Linked DNA regions of Astyanax mexicanus: region 1 is linked to region 2. The links are chromatin contacts, called in public Hi-C maps. All regions are on one chromosome and are shown on one strand. The core of a region is the stretch at or near the end of the contact, and the rest is flanking DNA. Distances in the headings are between cores, read along the strand shown. Region 1 holds the start of kdrl (kinase insert domain receptor like). Region 2 overlaps kdrl (kinase insert domain receptor like).

Evidence for each region. Hi-C and Micro-C count contacts between places; a contact is called where the count stands out from the background.
Region 1: a contact with region 2 is called in a Hi-C map of muscle, with 2.8 times the contacts expected there. The contact joins the promoter of kdrl here to the enhancer-like site in region 2. A contact is called at or near these places in 2 of 3 Hi-C or Micro-C datasets (blood and muscle).

The regions. Positions count from the first base shown.
Region 1 is chr10:48,318,705-48,325,498 of AstMex3_surface, reverse strand. kdrl (kinase insert domain receptor like) reads left to right here and starts at 1,491. Exons shown (of 30, transcript XM_022684284.2): 1 at 1,491-2,071. The coding sequence starts at 2,008.
Region 2 is chr10:48,274,920-48,281,768 of AstMex3_surface, reverse strand. kdrl (kinase insert domain receptor like) reads left to right here. Exons shown (of 30, transcript XM_022684284.2): 13 at 3,828-4,115; 14 at 4,354-4,500; 15 at 6,091-6,219. Among protein-coding and RNA genes, the nearest start is that of kdrl, 46 kb to the left of the region's middle. Within about 2 kb of position 3,963, the one cell type or tissue checked has an H3K27ac peak away from gene starts, as active enhancers do.

The DNA.
Region 1 (6,794 bases), core at 242-2,741, 46 kb before region 2:
CTGTTTATCTCGAGAAGGACATTTGGGGAAAACAGTCATGTGTAAAGTCACTTGTTTTAACACTATATCAGATCAACTGGCAGTGTTTTTAGTCTTTAGTATGTTCTTTGGACCTGAAATAAACAATGAACATCAGTAGTCAGTCATAGAATATGTTAGTTTTTTTCTCTCTGACCAAGCTAGACAGTTAAAGATAAGTAATAATAGAAGTAATATAAATAGAAATATATTAATTTTAGATTTATTTGAAATATATAATAGAAAAAAAAAACTGAAATTCCACGTAAATCAGTTGTAAATCCAATATTATTGATAGATAAAAGTAAAATTACAGAGATCTGGATTTTGAATTTAGATATGAATAATATTATTGCTACTAAATTTAAAACAAAACAATTTTAGATATCTAAAGTATATTATAGAGATCTAAAATTCCACATATCCTAAAGACACATGATCATAACTGCAGTATATTAAAGATATATTGACCTAGTCAGGATTCAGATAGATCAGATAGATCTGGACCTGGACTGAAACCTGGACCTGAGAATTACAGTGGAGATAAATGGTAATGATATAAATGGTAAAATATGACTAGAAAAACTAACATTATGGCTATATCATCCCAAAAATATGTCTAGTCAGAATGTCAGAATGGATTTATAGATACAGTACCATTCAAAATTTTGCACACTCTTTCTCACTAAATGTTTTCTTTTATTTCTTAAACAATTACTGTGTGTATACAGCTCTGGAAAAAATAAGAGACCTCTTCAATTTATGAATCAGTTTCTCTAATTTTGCTATTTATAGGTATAAGTTTGAGTAAAATGAACATTGTTGTTTTATTCTAGAAACTACAGACAACATTTCTCCCAAATTCCAAATGAAAATATTGTCATTTAGAGCATTTATTTGCAGAAAATGAGAAATGGCTGAAATAACAAAAAAGATGCAGAGCTTTCAGATCTCGAATAATGCAAAGAAAACAAGTTCATATTCATAAAGTTTTAAGAGTTCAGAAATCAATAAATATTTGGGGGAATAACCCTGTTTTTTAAACAGTTTTTATGCATCTTGGCATGTTCTCCTCCACCAGTCTTACACACTGCTTTTGGATAACTTTATGCCTTTACTCCTTGTGCAAAAATTCAAGCAGTTCAGCTTGGTTTGATGGCTTGTGATCATCCATCTTTCTCTTGATTATATTACAGAGGTTTTTAATTTGGTAAAATCAAAGAAACTCATCACTTTTTAACTGGTCTCTTATTTTCTCCAGAGCAGTATGTGATATTATTGATAGTAAATGATAAAAAACGCTTTACAGATGTTTTGAATGTGAAATTTACCAGTATAAACTCGTATTACTGGTTTGATTTGAGACTTAAAACGGATTGCTATGATAACACTGAGTGTGTGAGAGTGCCACAGGCTCCCAGTCAGGGCTCAGTGACGTTGCCTCTTCCTTTCAGTATAAAACCCTGGAGCAGGATGGGAGCAGGAGGAGAGCTGCTGCTGCTGCGCTTAGTTAATAGCCTGCTGCCGTCTGTGCAGCTCATTCCCCTGCTTGGAGTCGCAGTGGAGGATATGTGAGACGAACCCTGAGAATCCTGGACTGTTTTTTTGCTTGTTTTTCCTACTTTTCTTATTTTTTGTAATATTCTGATTCGCCAGGAGGAGAATAAAACCACATAGCACCTGCCCAGAGGCGCAGACTGGCTCCTACCCCTTACCTGAAGGAGCGTAAGAGCTGAAAAAGTGTCTGGACACCATGGAATACAAACCTTAACCTTGAAAACAGGCTGTAAGCTACCAACAAGAAGTTCTGTGGCTGCAGGAGCAGCTTATAGCTGCGGTTCATCCATCCACTGTTGGAGGTTATCTCTTCTTCTTGCTGCTGCTGATAGATATAGATAGGCTAGAGGGACCTGGGCTACTGGGTTACTTTGGCTTCTGACTGATTGACTGACTTTTCGTTGGAGTAACATTAGGCTACGGAGGGACGGAATGATTCCCAGAAGATCGGCAGCCTTCATAGCCCTGCTTTTCCAGTGCTTTACCTCCACAAACGGTGAGTCCACTTCTCTGGTTTTCTCTTCTCTCTGCCTGGTTGCTCTGCTGATTGATGCTGGTTCAGCTTCACTCTGAAAACATCTGAATCTGAGACTGATGTCACAAATTTGTATTTAAAGTCATTAAATATTAATTTGTGAAGAGTATTTTAGCTAAATATATATTTTTGTTTCATTTTTGGGCGCTTGTGTGGCTTTAATTCTGGTTGGATGCTCTCTCTCTCTGGAGTTGGCTCAGTCTCTTATTATTAAGGCTGGACAATTTGACAAAAAAAAAAAAAAAAAACATATCCCCATATGCAATAGTGGAAATTGGAGATATATGATAGGCTACAAAATATGATATAATTAAAAATATATTAAAAAAAGATCTTGTTAAAGTATTATTAATATTACTTTAATATATGTTGAAAAATTCAGCTTGCTGGTTTCAGATAGTTTAAGCTGATTCAAAAAGCTGGTCACCCAGGCTATATACTGGTAAATAGGGCTGCAGCAATCAGTTAATCATAATCGTAATTGACAATGTCAATTATTTTTAACAGCACCACACTTAACAAAGAACTGGGCACAGAAACACAATGGGAGGGGGCTATATTAATGAGTTAACTCACACAGTTTACCCTCAAGTTGGCCTGTGTCTCCATAAGTTCACGAACGCAACAGATTATACAGTACCAGTCAAAAAAATTGACACACCTTAAATTCAGTGTATTTTCATTATTTGAAATGTTTTGCATTGACCAGTAATGCCATCCAAACTATGAAGAAATACATGTGGAAATAATTAGTAAACCAAAGAGAAAATGTTTTATGTTTTAGATTTTTCAAAGTAGAAGTTGTGTTGTGAAGAGCTAGACTTGGTACACAGTGAATAGCCTTATTTGCGTAGTGTTCTAATCCACATTATGTTAAGAAATACTCAACTAAGTAAAGACAAAAGGTGAAGTAAAGAAATGAAGTAAGTCATTAATGAAATAAGAAAAAAAAATCAAGAACTTTCAAAGTATCCTCAAATGAAGTCACTGCAAAGACCATCAAAAACGGTATGATTGAACTGGCACTCATCAGTACTGCCCCAGGAAAGGAAGAGCAAGAGTTTCCTTTGTTGCACAAGATTAGTTAATCTGAGTTATCAGCCTCAGAAACTGCAAGTTAACAGCACCTCATGCTTAAGAGCACCTAAATACTTAACTGAGTATTTTGGTTTGCTTAACACTTTTAAGTTACTACATGAATCCTTATGTGTTCTTTCCTTATGAAGTGATAGAGGGCATGACAAAAATCATTGAGACTTGATCTTAATGGTCATGTTTTGTATCCAGCTTGCAATTTAGGAAAACTGTAAAAAATTAAGAGTTAGAGTAGAGTAAAATGAAGAAGAAAAAAATTAAAGCTGCACAAAATGCATGGCTATAAAATAATATAAATTATAAAGTAGCAAAAATCAAGAGGAATGAGTGAAATAAAGAAATTCAGTGTAATTCTAAAATTGAAAATACTCTGCAAACATTGTACTTATGAGTATGAGGCCACCTAGGTCTATCTAGTTACCATGCATGCTGCATGCACCTTATTATGGTTGAATGGTCGGTCAGTGGCCAGTTAATGAATATACTGTGTTATCCCATCCTCTAAATATTGTTTGGCATTGAGAGGAATAAAGCCCCTGCAGTGTTTTCAGTGTATCACCAGTGGCTGTGTTAATCTCCAGTGTGAAAGGTTGCTCTCCATCTTGAGAGGAGATTGTCTGTTTAGAGGAGAAAGTACATTGTTGATACTTGGCTGCTGAACTGCCTGCCTGCCTCGCCTTGTAAATATCAGTGAGTATAAAAGGTGGATGTTGCTGTGCATTGTGCCATAACTGTTGCGCCGCAGATACATGTCTTCCTCCAAGTGTCCAAACAAACAGCAACCCCCTGCTCTGATCCAAACAGAGGAAATACACCCCCCCACACACACCCCCTGCCACTGTTTTTTTGGTGTTCAAGCTTTGTCTACAAGGTTTCCAAGTAGATTTCCTTCACTATCCGCACGCCGAGCGTGGGAAAGACACATGGAGGAAGTGCACTGAGAGGCAGGAGGCACCCTGGAATTGTTCTGGCAGCCAGAGGTCAGGGAAACGTGACACGCTACCTGAGTAAAGATTCCTTCCCCGAGCTTCTTGTACGGCCAATCAGCTTCCAGTATGTGTCAGCCTCTCAGCCTAATACAATGACTGGGTGTGGAAAACCCATTGTTTTTTCAGGGGGTCCAATACAATATGTATGATTAAATTAAAATATGCAAGAGGTATCACAAAGAATATTCTTAAATGGTCAACGCTCTCTCTACCAGTTAAAATCGTCTTAACAAAACAGTACTTTTGGGAAATTTGGTCCAGATCATTTAAATCAGGTGTTTCGACTTACTGGCGCTTCATTAGGACTGGCTGTAAAACCTTATCCACAATTATCCAACATTTTTGTTTCAAACACCACAGAGAACACCTTATTTTACATGATTTACACTTGAACATAATCTTTCAGTAGTTGTGTGCTTATGTGTGCTTATTCTGGGTTAAAATATACTGTAAATGTTTTTGAAGATGGGAGTAGACAATTTTGGCCTATTAACCTTCTAACAACTAACTGGGAAATCTTGATTTGTTCCCACATGTCAGAACACAGATTAGTGCACTGTGCTGAATTGATAGACTCTTAAAAAGATCAGGGGTTACCACATTATCTGTGTGTTTAATGATTGGCTTTTGGCAAGCAAACAGTCCATAATAGTTCTTGCATCCTGATTATGATGCAATTATTGACTTTATATTGATTCGGTGTTGCGTATATTATCTGATGGTGGCCTTTGGAAGTGGTTGGCTGTTCCCATAGCAAGGTAGTCATATGTTTTTAGTTGGGGATTGTTTTTCTCCAGTGATTATGAGCGGTCACTCGTCTAAGCTTTACTATGTGAATGTGAAATTCAGATGTTTTAATTCTTTTTAAGTTTTTCTCAGGGCCTGTTTTTACCTGCCTTTAACATTCGAATAGTAATAGATGGTAAATAGATATACTCTTCCTGAATGACCACATACATTTTTTTTATTAAAACATGTATATAATTTCTGAAAAAGAGTATAAATATATAATTATAAGTTTATATTAGAACTGGGCAATATATTGGTACTGTGATGTATTGACAATATGCTTTTTTAATCATGTTGAGGATTTCATTAGTGTTTAAGAATACTGACCCAACTGCACATTTCATTACAGAAAGTGTAAAAGTGTAAAAAGAGAGTGTTTAAATAGAAGAATAGCAGAATCCGACACTGCTGATGAATTTTGTCTATGTGTCAATGTCCGATAAATGCTGTGTATCATAAAAATGTTGTGATATAATATTGTGCCATTTCACAATATTGTAACTATACTGTCTCAAATGAAATTATAAAATTTATTATGATTATATTTTGGCCATATTGTCCAGCCCTAGTTTACATGTAAGGATTGGTGTCAGAAGTGGTTCATTTAGTGTAGTGTTTAAACCCCGCCCACTAGATAGTGTTGTACTATGTTTATTTTTCTCAGATTTTATAAATATTATTTTGTGTAATTTGTACTATGAGGATATATATCGCAATATATTTAATTGGAACTCCTTTATCAGGATATGTATTGTATCGCCAAGTTCTTGACAAAACACAGCCCTAATCCTCCATAACTCATGTTAATAACAGGTGTAAAACAGCCTGTAAAACAGCCAGTGTTTAAGTTCTGAAAGTATTTAATTTTACTGCTACATCCAGCTCAATTGCTTTACACTGGATTTGGTTGTTTCCCTGATTAAGTATGATTGCACAACCACTGTTCTGCCTGAAAAATAACCAGCTATTTACTGTAGATTACACTCTGGTTTAGATACAGAAATCCCCACGAATGATTCGTCACAACTCTCTCATTAAAAGTCAGACTTGGCACCGAGCCCTCATTTGACTCGGCTTGAGGACTTACTCATTCTGCGTACGGTTTACCATATAACCACAGCACAATGGAGTTGTGTGGGAAAGCGTGTCTGTAGAGATGGCTGTCTGTGTTGTGTTTGTTGATTTAAAAGTGTAGAAGGTGATGCTGAGAATTCAAATCCTGGAAGAAAAGCTATCCTGAGGATAGCTGGTATAAATGCTGGGTCATGCTGCCATCAGCAGCTGGAGCCCAAAAGGACATTTGTCCACAGTGGACATGTGGCAATCACCCCCCTCCCAATGTGTGGAGCATTACAATAAACAAGAAATGAATAATATGGGTTTAATAGTCACTTAGCAATATGTGCAATGTCATGTAAGGCAACTTTAATTAAAAGTTACAACTTTTTGCTGCTTGATACAAAAGGAAAAAATGCACTGTTATCATTTACCACAGGTTATATCTGTCTAATAATATTTATTTCACTCCAAAATTGTATACAGGGAGTGCAATATAAATTTAAAATCTGATATCCTTAACTTCTGGTGAAAGCTATTAAAATTCCTCTTTTTTGTAATACAGCAATATATGTTGCAGTAAAAACTAGTGCAATGTCTTTGCTTGTCTTTTTTCAATATTTTGAAGTTTTAATTTTAGGATATTGTTGTTTTCAGGGTTGGAATCTTGCAGATTTTATTTATTTTTCTGCTCAAATGCACTAGAGGTGTAAGAGAATATGGATGTTGTGTTGTATTACAGTATTTTGTTTTGC
Region 2 (6,849 bases), core at 2,714-5,213:
AGGCAAGCGTACTGTAACACGCGGTCATGTGGTTTGTATTGACCTAGACATGTGTAATGAGTTGCTTAACCCAAGAATGCCCACACTTAATTGTGCAATATGGAGAGCGGTAGGGGGGCATTAATTGAAACCATGTCACGGTGCTGCATGGCAGAGCAGAGCCGGGGAATGGGTAAAACACATGCACTGCCATGTGTCTGTGTGTAAAGAGTCTAAACTGTGTAACTGCACTGTGCTTTAGCTTTTCTTCAGTGTGATTAGCTTTTATATGCAGCTGACCAGGTTCAAATGTTTCTGAACCAGAAAATAAAACCCATCGTTTAGTGTGTTATGTAATCGGGAGTGTGTCAGCTGTCTCTGCGCCGCAGGTTGGAACAATGAGGGAAAATAAAACTCCTAATGTTCTCTGACCTGTCAGCAACTCCAGATGACCGTTCCTTTCACTCCAATAACATTTCAATAACTCAGTTATAATTATGTAATGTTTTCCATGAATATGTACAGTTGTGCTTGAAAAGTGTGTGAAACCTTTAGAACTTTAGACATTTCTGCATAACAATGACTTACTCATTTATTGTTTAAGGAAAATGATACAATATTGCCTATTTATGAATTTATATATTACAATATTACATTTGTGTGGAAATCTGGTTAAGTTTTAAGATTAAGATGAAGTCTTTAGAAGTTTAAGAAATAAAAAAAAATCACAAAGGGTTTACATACATTTGAGCACAATTATACACAGTAAAATGTAACTGCTCTAGGTATTGAATTAACATAATTTAAATACAACTGGATAATTTGAATGGATACTCACCGTCAGTGTGTAGTCATCCCCCCAGGCTACCTTTCCCTGTGTGTTCAGGTATAGTATAAATTGTGGGACAGCTGCCAAACCGCAGTGTTGAAGGCTGTAACCGCTATTTAACCTTTTTTTAAGCAGTTGAGACTGGCTGAATGTTGCTGCCTTTAATACCTACTACTTGTCAGATGTAGGTATTATATTGGTAAACTGTTCTGGATCCAGCTTCCAGTCCTGGATTTTATTCTTGCTGAAAATTAAGGGAACAGATAATGTAACTGATTGGCAACTTAGTGTTACACCTACCAAGGCAAGTACAGGAATGGATACTGGACATAAGGTGTTTGTACTCGGTTTAGTGTGTTATTTAAGCTCAAATGTTTTAAGATTTTTAAAACTTAAATAGATTAAGGAAGGCAGTTTCCTCAAAGCTTTTGAGTTCACATAACTAATCAGGGTTTACGGTGTATAAGAACATACAAATTAGGTTTAATGTTAGATATTTTTCCCATTTTTTCACAATTTATCTGGACATTTATCCCACCCATTCAGGTAGAACTCAGCTGTATATCCCTATCACTGATAATGCCCCAACACCAGGAGGGTGAAGACTAGCACACACCTCCTCCGAAGTCAGACTCCGCCTCTTTTCCAACTGCTGCTGATGCAGTATTACCAGAGTAGCATCACAGCGCTAATGATCAGAGGAAAGCACAGGAACTAGCTTCCTATACATCAGCTCACAGATGCAGCCTTGTGCTGATCCACATCGCCCTTTGGAGTGATGAGGGGAAAGAGCGTCATCTACTGTACCTACCCAGAGAGAGCAAGGCCAATTTTGCTCTCTCAGGGCTCCAGCAGCTGATGGCTAGCTGCATGACTGGGATTCGAACCAGCAATCTCAAAAATCATAGTGGCAGCACTTTAGACTTCTGGACCACTCGGAGCCCTGCTTTAAGTTTGTTAACAGTGAATAAAAAATCCACTGCCAGCAAGTAGTACTGTGCCAATGCCATTAAACTAATAACCATTATTTGTCTGAACAACATATTTGAGCTAAACTGTTCCCTTGCGGTTCAGACCGTAATTAGGAGACCCTTCAGGCTGAGAGAGGGAGGAACCTAATCCGATAAGATGGCAGCTAATGTGGTAGAAACTATAGAGCTGTTATATCTGCAGATGGCAGGTTGCAGGGGGTCTGAGGAGAGAATACAGTGGCTCTGAGAACTGATGTACGCTATCACAGAGGTGGGGATGACTCTGAGCGGAGGAATGCTGGTGAGAAAGACCGAATTGTAATAACAGCTGTCTTCTCTTATGGAACGCGAGACGCTCTCCAGTGCTGCGAATAAACAAGTGTGTTCCAGCTCCCGGGAGGCCCGGCCTCAGCCTGGTTCCTATTGTAGCCGCCTCAGGTTGGCCGTCACTGCCGTCATCCTCCAGCAACATGCTTTCAATTAGTAATGATGAAACAGGAAATAACTGCAAATTTGACATTCCTGGCTCAGTGATGTGCAACTCTGTGTTCTCTGGCATGGGCCAAACTAGGACCAGTTCTATTAAAAACCTCTGTGAGATTCTTTTAGTGAGTTTCCTGCTATTTCAAGGCCAGAAATGATGTTTATTTTTGTGTATTTCTTTGTTACTGCTCAAAAATTCTTAGAATGATTCATCCACAGAATATTTTACACGTATTGTCAGCAGTAACAGTAGTGGAATAAGTGAACAATGAGCTTCACTCCCAAGTACTCTATAAAAAAGCATATTTTGGCCAATGGCTTTTACACATGGTACAATTTAATGACGTTGACAAAAGCTCATAAAGTGCAGATTTTAAACAATTAGTTAGAAGAACCCTGAATAATAGAATACAGAATACAGTTGAAACAGTATAGAAAATGCGGTACCACTTTAAAATAAGGCTCCTTTATAAAGGGTTGACAAATAGTTTAAAAAGGAATTTATTAATGATTATAAATTAGATTGTAAATATGTTAAAAACATTAATAATCACAACACATAAATAAAAAGAACAACATTTCTAATAAAATAACATAGAAAGTCAGTTAAGTCATTTAATATATTATTATAGTTATATGAATAAAGAATAGAAATGAATATTAACAGAAATTCCAGTGATGACTGATGGAAAAGACCAAATAAGATAAGAATCACTATTTGGTACACGACAGGCCACTGCTGTCCTTCCTATTTATTTGTTTTTACATTTACATTTAATAAACTTCCTGTTTATTAAATTAAATGTTTTTTACCTATTTAATAACATTAATAAACTAATTTATAAACTATTTATAAACCCTTTATGAAGGAGCCTTTTTTTTTAAGTGGTACCGAAAATGCTTATAAGTAAACACATATGTGTTTCTTACATTTACTTTGACTTTTATTTGATTGCAGACAGTATGAACCCAAGATATTTCATATTTTGTTCAGTCAAATTCATGTCGTCTGTAAATATACAGTACAATCATTTCTGCATTTCAAATGTGTAATACTTTTAAGAAATTTTGGCACTGTTTTAGGTGCAAACACATCTTAAAATCATCATTCATCCACAGCCGTGCCTTTACAATGTGTGCAACATGTGGTTTTGCATTGTCTTGTTGAAATATGTACAGTATGGACAGGGTATGATGCTCTTAGATCTCAGTGCACTTATCTGCATTAATGCTGCATCACAGAAGTGTACTGACAAACCAATACAATGGATTTTTTTATTTATATATCTGCAGTCTGGATGGTCCATTTCATATTTTGTCCACAGCAGAAAGTGTTCATAACTTCTGATATACTGTTCCATCCTTTTCTTATTTAGGGTTGTGTTGGGTTTATGTTACTAGAGTAGGATATTTTTCATGAATATTTTAGTTAGATAGTTAAATTATTGGGCAAAAACCAAATGTCCTCTACATCTTATTATTGCGATAATTCTATATCATTTTACATCATTTTATTTACATATTTACATATTTTTATCTTCATAAACTCTTTTTTTATCTCCCAGATTATCCACACTCTTTGGAGGTCGAGCCCTTGAGAGCAATCGAGGGAGATGACGTCACCCTGACTTGCAGAGGAACTCGGTTCCTGTATGATCGGCTGCGCTGGTACGATCCTCAGAACCGCCTGGTCCACGAAGGCAGCTTCACACAGCGGGTCAGCCTTTACTCCGTCTCTCTGTCTCTCCAACTGAAGAACGTCTCCAAGAGTAACACAGCGGGCTATCAGTGCAGGGCAGTCTGCCTCAGCTCCAACAAAGAGGCCCACACTAATTCTACTCTAGTAATTGATGGTGAGTTCCTTTGAATGAGCTGGTTCGGCTTATTTGTCCGTGTCACATCTGTCTCGATTCATTCAGCCGACTCAGCATTTCCATTTTCTGCAGAATGGAAAATGTATGAGATCTGTTCTTTTTTACAACATCTGGAACATGTGGATGTTTTGAATTTGGCATGCTGGCTGCAATCTAAGGACAGATCTCGAGTACAGATGAGTTTGCTTATTGTGTAACCCGGCTTTGATTTGAACAGAGAGGAGCGTTCCTAAACTGCAGCAGAACCTGACCAATCAGGAGGTGAACAGCAGCAGCACCCTGTTGCTGGCGTGCCTGGCTTTCGGCGTTCCCACTCCATTTATCACCTGGTACAAAGACAAGGTTCCTGTCTCTGAAGGGCCAGGTAAATAATCATACTTCATTTTACAGTCATTTTAATAATTTTAATATCAATTGAATGTATATTGTATTGGGAGATGCGTACAGTATATGCTCTTATGTGCTTATCGACAAAAAATAATACACAAAGACGTTGATTGTTGAAATGAAATGATAAAAAATGCTCCATAAATGCTATATTGGTGATAAATCTGGCAATCAAGCCAAGGAAGTGTTGCAGTCTGGTTGAGACATTCCTGGGAAACCCTTGCTGTGTGTGGGTAAGCATTATCCTGCTGAAAAAGGAGAGGCAACACATGGGGCCACAGGATGAACTACAGATATCACATACAGTATCGCTGAGCTGTTAGTGTCCTTCATAACAATACTAAGGGCGTCCAACTGTCATTTACTGTACATTACTGTACAGATGGAGCAGTGTGTTGCTTCACAGCAAAGGCTGAATTAAAGCACTCCCACGAAGCTCAAATCTCTAAAAAGTTGGTCCCATTCCAAAGCAGTCCATGTTGGACAAGCAGACCATCTTGTTTCTCTCAGTCAAATGATGCACTAGAGTTTACACAAAAGTAGACCTTATACTGGACTTGATATGGCTCTGTCAAAAAACTTTAGTTTGGAACTTTAGTGGAAATTACATATTACAAATGGAATTTAAAAATACAGGAAAGTTGTTTAAAATTGATAAATTATTAAATTATGCATTTTAGAAAATACAATCATTATCACAATATTGAACATTTTAACTACATTAACCCTTAACTGGATTTTACAAACAGTTTTCTTTGTTTCTTGGTTCTCTTCTTCCGTGCTGCACTGTTCATTAACATCATTCTGAACAGATTTTGTTCAGATTTGTAGATAAAAAAATCTGTTTTAACTACAGTCTACTTACTACAAAAATGTTGGTTTAAATCGGGCTTGGGCTTACAATGACAGTTTATTGAGAGGTCCAGTTCGGGCTTGGAGAGAACGTGCACAAGCTTAGGTAGAGGTGGTTAGATGTTTTTTGGCCTGATTTAAGCTCTGTGATGCACCCCATCTCTAAATCTGTCAATTTGGCAAAATGTCTTTGAGTGCATTGTAGAGGCATGTTTAACAGTTTATCAGTGACATTTCACCAAGAGGAACACTACCCAAAATGAGCCTATGAGAGCCCTAATCTAGGGTAGAATGGAAAGCGCTTTTGTTTTGTTTTTTATGATCAGCACTTTGTTTAACATTTTGCATTTAGTACAATTTGCAAAGCCTGCTTAAAATACACAGTATTAAATATCATAGAATAAAGAACACGGAAAAGAAAATTACAGTATGATAGAACAATTCTGACAAGTAATATTGAAGATGCACAGCAAGAAAACAGTATTTTCCAAAAAAAAAAAAAAAGTTAGAGAAAAATACATGTAATTTTAATGATGTAATTTGATCTGGGAAGCACTTTTGTATTCATTTACATATCTGCCTGAGACATACCAAGTAAAAACCAAGTTTTGAAACATTATTTTTTTTGTCAGTCTGTGTAGTTTGAACGTTTGCTTGCAATGCATCAATAAGTTATGAGTAATCATACATAATCTTATCAACTGTTCTATTTCAGGAATTACTCTGAAAGATGAAGGGATGCTGATCATCCAGAGAGTGAAGAAAGAGGACGAGGGGTTATATGAGTGTAAGGCCAATAATACTGAAGGCGTGGCGAACTCGAGCGCAGTCATCACTGTACTGGGTGAGTAACAGATCATCTGAGATCAGACCAGCTTCACTTCCTTTTCATTTATAATAATAATGACTGTGCATTACAGCAGCTGTGGCACTGTGAGCTACTGTAATTCAGCTTAGACAGTAGCAAGCTGCAAATTACTTTAAAAAGATTCAGGCAGCCGTTGTGATGCGTGACAAATTAAGAAATCCCATCAGAGTTTTCTCCAGACTGCTACGTGTTCAGCAGGTCAAGTAGTTTTAGCATAACTTCCCTATTTAAGGAATCCCATGAGATGCCGGCTGAGGTTCCTGGGAATGACATGCAGATTCCAGGGCAGTTTTTATGAGGGGGGTTCAGAGAGGGTCTCATCACATGGGAGCTGACCCCTGCGCTGTCTGCGAGACGCTTCGCTAATGACTGGCAGGGAGAGTTCTTAAGGAGCACAGGGCCTGAAACTTGAAACATGCCGAGGCCTCAATCAGACCGGTTACCACGACTTCCTCTGTCCCTCATTCCATCCCATAGAACAGAGTCGAGCTCCAGCATTCCTTCCATGTTCAAAGTGGCAAAGCCTGCCTTGGGAAATTGAGTGACTGAGTTTGGAAAATATGTGCACGTGTGTACATGAATCTCAGCCAGCATCTCTCATTTAAA